Linked DNA regions of Canis lupus: region 2 is linked to region 1. Evidence: chromatin contacts called from public Hi-C data. All regions are on one chromosome and are shown on one strand. Each heading gives the region's core, a stretch centred on a gene start, on an enhancer-like site or on the middle of the called end of the contact. The rest is flanking DNA. Distances are from core to core; before and after follow the strand shown.

Region 1 (3,087 bases), core at 218-2,717:
ATGTAACCCCAAATATGTCCCTCATTCCTTGCAGGCTGGAATCGAGCAACTTTTCCCGTCAAAACATGCCTAATTAAAAGACAGCAGCACAGACGTGAGCAACGCTTGTGGTGAGCATAGCATACTGCACAGAATTGTCGAGAATCACTACTGTACACCTGAAATTAATGGAATGCCACGTGTCAACTATACTTCATTAAAAAAAAAAAAAAAGACACAACCAAAGGACAATCTTTTGTTCCTTGTAGGGTTGATTCTGATTGGTAGGCTCTGCTCCTAATCAAAAGAGGCCAATAAATTCCATAGGGACAGTTTCATCTCTATGAACTCAAAGATCTGTGTTTCAGTGTTAAGACTGCCAGCTCCTGCCCTCACAACCAGACACCTGCTAGTAGTTTGCTGATCATCCACAAAAGCTAGATGTCAAAATATCCCTGGAAGGACATACAGGGACCTGAAAGAGTGGCTGCCTCCAGGGAAGGGAGTGGGGCCTCCTGACAGAGGGGGGGAAGGACATTTGCTTTTTTACAGAATGCCCTTTTGTTTCTTTGGAATTTTACGCCCCATACAGTCATCACCTAGTTAACAACAACAAAAAAGCTACACAAATATAAGAAAAGCTGGGGTACCTGGGTGGCTCAGTGGTTGAGCTTCTGCCTTCAGCTCAGAGTGTGATCCCTGAGACCCAGGATCGAGTCCCCCATCGGGCTCCCTGCATGGAGCCTGTTTCTCCCTCTGCCTGTGTCTCTGCCGGTCTCTCTGTCTCTCATGAACAAATAAAGTCTTTAAAATATAAAGTCTATCTGCAAGCATATACATTTATTTAAGTCAGACCTCTGCGATGGGATACAGGAAACTTCCCATTTGTTTGGGAATTTTTTTGTAGGGGTGAGGGATCAGTGCTCATATAGTATCGGGGGTGGGAGGGAAACAGCTGTTTCCAAAATAAAAAAAGGAAAAAAAAATTCAACCCATCTCCTTAAAAGAATTAGTAAGAGAATCAAATAAGATATTTTATAGAGAAAGGGTTGTGGAAAACTTTAAAGTGCCTTATCAGTGTAGAATATTACAAGAAAGTCATAATTAGGAGCCAGGGCATGAGGATAAATCAGTCATTGTGCGCATGCGCACACACACGCGTGCATGCACACACACACACACACACACACCCCTACTCCAATAGTTAGTAAACTACTAACTGTGGGGGAAGATGAAAAGCACTACCCCCTGGCCAAGTAGCTCCAGAAAAACCCCAACCTAGCTTCTAAACCTCATGAAAGTGGTACATGGCTGCTCATTCTCAATGCCCCTCCCTGGAATAGAGCAACCCAGACTAGATTCATCAAGTAAAAAATCAGTTCTCCGGCTGCCAGTCCCCAACACCCCTTCCAGTGGGTGCTCTGCTGTGGCTGCCAGTCAGAGCGCAGCACGTCCCTGGTGGTGCCACTGGCTGCGGTGGGTGGCCATCAGATCAGGGGCCCCTAACGGGGCCGGGCCAGCACGTGTGTGCAGGGCTTTGTTCTCCCAGCACCTGCTGGCCCAGCCAGGGTGCCTTCTCTCTCCCTCAGGCCACCCTGGAGACCCTCTCGTCCCCACACACATGGCCAGTCGAGCTAGGGTGTGGGCGCTAGGTGGTTTGTCTAGGCAGAGAGCTGCCCAGAAGTGATCTCAGATGCCCGCTGCTCTCATAACATAAACAGGAGTATCTGGTTAACTTATCGAGGGCACACTGCCAGCCTTTCAAAGCAAGCTGTCAGCTGGCTCGTTCAAAGATGAAAAGCAGAGTCCTCAAGAACATCTCCACCCAGATCTATTTACTTTCCCCCAACCTGGGAGTGGTTGCTGACAAAGTTGAGAGCCGCCAGGCAGTTTCCTCTGTTTGGAAACGGCACCTCTCTAACAGCTTGCCCCCCAGGCTACATGAATGCTGGGATCCTGGAAAGTCAGGGTGCAGGTGGCTGGGGCGCCCGGCAGAGCCAGGCTTTGGAACTGGACAGGGCTGGAGTTGCAGTCCCACCCACACCTCTCACCAGCTCTGTCAGGACAGGACTCTCAGTCTCGGCCTCTGGATGCCCACCTATAAAATGGGGATAGTAAGGCCTACACAGCACAGCATGAGAAAGGACCAAATGAGATCTTACATTCTTAATTAAAGACCATCTGCTGCTGTGTCCATAGCAGACACTTTAAAAGTCTTAATCCAGCCTCTGTCCCTCTATGTGACCTTAATTAACCTGTCCAGGCCTCAATCGCTTCATCTGACAAATGGGATACATAATACCCCTGCTTTGCAGGTTGTTGTCAAAATGAGGCCAATGGAAGCAAACAGAACAGAGCAGGAGCCCATAAACGTCCGTTGCCATACTGCTCTCACTTCCCAAGCCTTTCTGTTGAATCAAGGTTAATTATTCACAGAGCTCTACAGGCTGGAAAGAAAGACATCCTGTTTTTTCTTTCCCCCCACTAATGAGGAAATCTTGAGATCAGCCTCCCAGCCAGGTTGGGAGACTAGGTGGGGAGCAAGGGCCTGTGTGTGTTTCCTGGTTTATGTCCACCTGCAGCCCATGTTGGGAGACAAAAGGGTGGCCAAGAGCAGGGGACTGAATGGCTGGCTCATCCTGGTCGGCGGTTGGACCTAATGAACATGCTCGAGTTGGAGAGAGCTCCAGGAGCATCCTTCTTGACAAGGCCCTCAGAAAGCAGACCAAGGCCTGGGCAGCTCGGTGCCTTCCTGCCATGTAGGTGGCACTTGCAAGCTCCTGAGAGACCTGGGGACCATTTTAAAAGACAGGTGGCGTGTGATCCCTGTGAAGAAGCAAAGGCTGTCCTGTTAGCTCCCGGCCAGTGAGAGTCAGCTGCCTCCACCAACCTCCACCTCCACAGCCAGAGACCAAAGAACAGCAATGGCTGGCAGCCATGGGCAGGCTCCGTCAACTGTGGCCTCTGTGATCCCGGTCCACTGGGCCTCAGCTGTCACATCAGTAAGACGAAGACAAACATGAGCATCTATTCCACACGGTTGTTGTGTGGGAGTGTTGCCTGAGCTGATGCGAAGGGCTTAGCCCAGTGCTGCACTCAGATTAAATG
Region 2 (2,713 bases), core at 125-2,624, 42 kb after region 1:
CCCCCACTGGAGTGGTTTCTGACCTCTTCCTGCCACCGGCCACTGTGCCCGGGTCCCACCGCCAGCTCCGAGCGCAGCCCCCGTGACGAGGTGCGCGCCCTGCACACCGCGTCTGGGACGCCTGCGGACGGTGGCCAGGCAGGGGTTCCCCAACGACTGACCCCAAGTATCCCAGGGAACAACCTCTTGTCCTGGAGCCCTGCAACTCAGATCAAGTTGCCCCCAAATCGCCCTCTCCCAGGAATAAGCGGGTGTCGGAGAGGCAGGACGCAGAGGCAAGCCCGCAGCTGAGTTAAGCAATAAAACGGTTTGCCGTCCTGACCCCGCCTCCACAGGGCCGGCTGGGGACCGGCTGGGGACCGGCTGGGGACCGGCTGATGCCCCTGGTTTCGCGGCCCCAGCCGCACTCCAGCAGGTCCACCTCCAGGCCGACCCGGAGGCGGCGGCCCGTCCCCGTGCCCCCCCCCCCCGCGCCCCGGCCCCCGGCTGGGGCTGGAAGGTGCAGGTCCCGCGCAGCCTGCAGCCTGCCCCCGCAGGTCCCGAGCCCAGGGCGGCCCAGGAAGCGCGCTGCCGCCGCACGCCACACGGAGAGGCGGCCAGGCAGGGGGCGATCCCGAGCGAGCAGCCGCCTCGCCGGCGGCTCGGCCCAGCCGCCCCAGCACCGCCCCCCACGCGGCCCACGCGGGGACGGCGCGGCCGCAGCCGGGTGGCCGGAGCCGCGGACCCAGGGCGACCTGCCCGCCGGCCGCCCCACCTCCCCGCGCTCGCGCTCGCGCTCGGCGTTCGCGGGCTCCGGGAACAGGGCTCGCCCCCTTCCGCCCGCGCCTGTAACCCAACACCCCACCGCGCGGCGGCCGCGCATCCCCCGCCCCCGCCCCCGCCCCCGCCCCCGCCCGTGCGCGCCGGGAACCCGTGCGGAGCCCGGAGCCCGGAGCCCGGAGCCCGGAGCCGGGAGCGAGGCGGGCGGCGCTGGCCGGGCCGGGGGGCTGCGGGAGGCTGCGGGGGGCTGCGGGGGGCTGCGGGGGGCCGGGGCGGGGGCTGCTGACCTTTCTCTGCTGCTTCTCCCAGGCCGGGTCCAGGAGCAGGTCCCGATCCCAGTCCTCTTCGGGCTGCATGTAGTCGTTGGTTTGCTGGGAATCATAATGGTCCATGATGGTGCGCGCGTGCTACGAGCTGGATTTCTTCCTCCACCTTCTCTCCGGGCGGCGGCGGCGGCGGCGGCGGCGTGGGGAGGGGGCCGGGCGGGCCGGGCCGGGCTGGGCTGGGCTGGGCTGCGCGGGCGTGGCCGGCCTGGCTCCCGGCGCCGGTTCCGCGGCGGCGCTGCTCGCGGAGCTGCTGGCGGCCGGAGCTCGCGGACCGCCTGCCCGGGACTGAGCTCCACGCACAGTGAGCGGGGCGGACACCCTCGCGCTGCGGGAGCCGGGGCGGGCGGGGGCGGCGGGGCGGGGGGAGCCTCCCGAGGCTCTCCATTGGCCAGGCCGACTTGCCCAAACTTCCCCCCACCGCCTTTCATTGGGAATTCCTGGCATCCGTCAGGCGGGCCGCGGCCATATAGGTGGACCGGGCGGCCCCCTCCCCGCGGCGCTCGCCCCCGCCCCCGCCCCCGCCCCCGCCCGGGCTCCCACTCCCCCGCCGCTCATGTGACACCAGCTTAAGCCGAACGGGACCCGAGCGGGGGACGCCGCGCCGAGCTCTGCGACCGAGCGGCAGCGCGCCCCGAGCCCCAGCCGCCGCCGGGGGCCCGACCGCGCCCCGCCCGCGGGCAGGCGGCGGACTCGGGGGCGCCGGCCCCGCTGGACCCCCACGCGCCGCGAGCCCCCGGCGGCCGGGGCTGGAGAGGGGACGAGAGCACACCGGGACAGCGTTTCACGTCCCCGCTCCTGGGGTCCGAGGAGTCAGCGCCCAAGGAACGGGGGCAGGGAACGCCGGAATGGGAAGGCATTTCCCGGGAATTTCCTGACTCCGTCCCTCCCGCCCCGCCCGCGGGACCCAGCCGACCCCTGCCCCCGAGAGCCCGGTGTCCGGGGCGGGCGGCGTTCGGGGGCCACGGAGCTTTCCCGCCTCGCCGCACGGCCCTTTCTGGCCGGACCTCCGGCTCGGGGGAGCGCTCTGCCCGAGGGCTTCCCGGGGTCCCCTGCCGGCCCCCCGCAGGCGGGCAGGCCGGCTCTAGCCCCTTGCACAGGCAGGCAGCACCCTGAAAACTGGGAGGGAGGGCCCAGAGTGGTCTGTCCACTCCTCCGCGCCCCGCCCCCAACACACCTGACAGAGGAGCACTCTGAGGCTCAAAGGCTAGAGCTGGAGAAGGGATTTAGCAGGTTTTCAGGACCCCAAGGCCAAGCCCATAACCTCAGGCCTAACAAACAAAGCCTTATTGTTTTTGGAGGAGGAAGGAGAGTAAGATTGGCCAAGCACCTCTAAGCTCTTGGTGGCCAGCCTGGGCTTCCTTCCCCAGGCCTAGTAAGGAGAGTCTAAACACACTGCCCCAGCTGTGACAGACACTGGGAAGAGGTAGGCCTGACCTCCTGGTGCACTCCTCTAAGGGATGCTGGCCTGAAGAACAGTAGTAGCAAGTGGACCTCCAACAGGTCCTGCACATAGTCCTAGGACTGCTTTCGTATTTGTGTCCCAAGGGCCGGTGAGCCAGCTGCAGAAACTCCAGTGCATCAAATGGAGGTGAGTGAGGAGTTAGAAGAAGAGTGCACGGCCAGAAAGG

Evidence for each region. Hi-C and Micro-C count contacts between places; a contact is called where the count stands out from the background.
Region 2: a contact with region 1 is called in a Hi-C map of blood, with 2.9 times the contacts expected there. The contact joins the promoter of ACTN1 here to the enhancer-like site in region 1. A contact is called at or near these places in 2 of 9 Hi-C or Micro-C datasets (both in blood).

The regions. Positions count from the first base shown.
Region 1 is chr8:43,043,349-43,046,435 of UU_Cfam_GSD_1.0, forward strand. The region is part of intron 1 of ACTN1 (alpha-actinin-1); the gene reads right to left. Among named protein-coding and RNA genes, the nearest start is that of ACTN1, 42 kb to the right of the region's middle. Within about 2 kb of position 1,468, at least 6 of the 20 cell types and tissues checked have an H3K27ac peak or open chromatin away from gene starts, as enhancers often do. A contact at or near this core is called in blood, where this site is marked.
Region 2 is chr8:43,085,388-43,088,100 of UU_Cfam_GSD_1.0, forward strand. It overlaps ACTN1 (alpha-actinin-1), which reads right to left and starts at 1,375. Exons shown (of 21, transcript XM_038545053.1): 1 at 1,047-1,375. The coding sequence starts at 1,151. It overlaps LOC119872883 (a long non-coding RNA gene), which reads right to left and starts at 452. Exons shown (of 3, transcript XR_005363473.1): 1 at 24-452.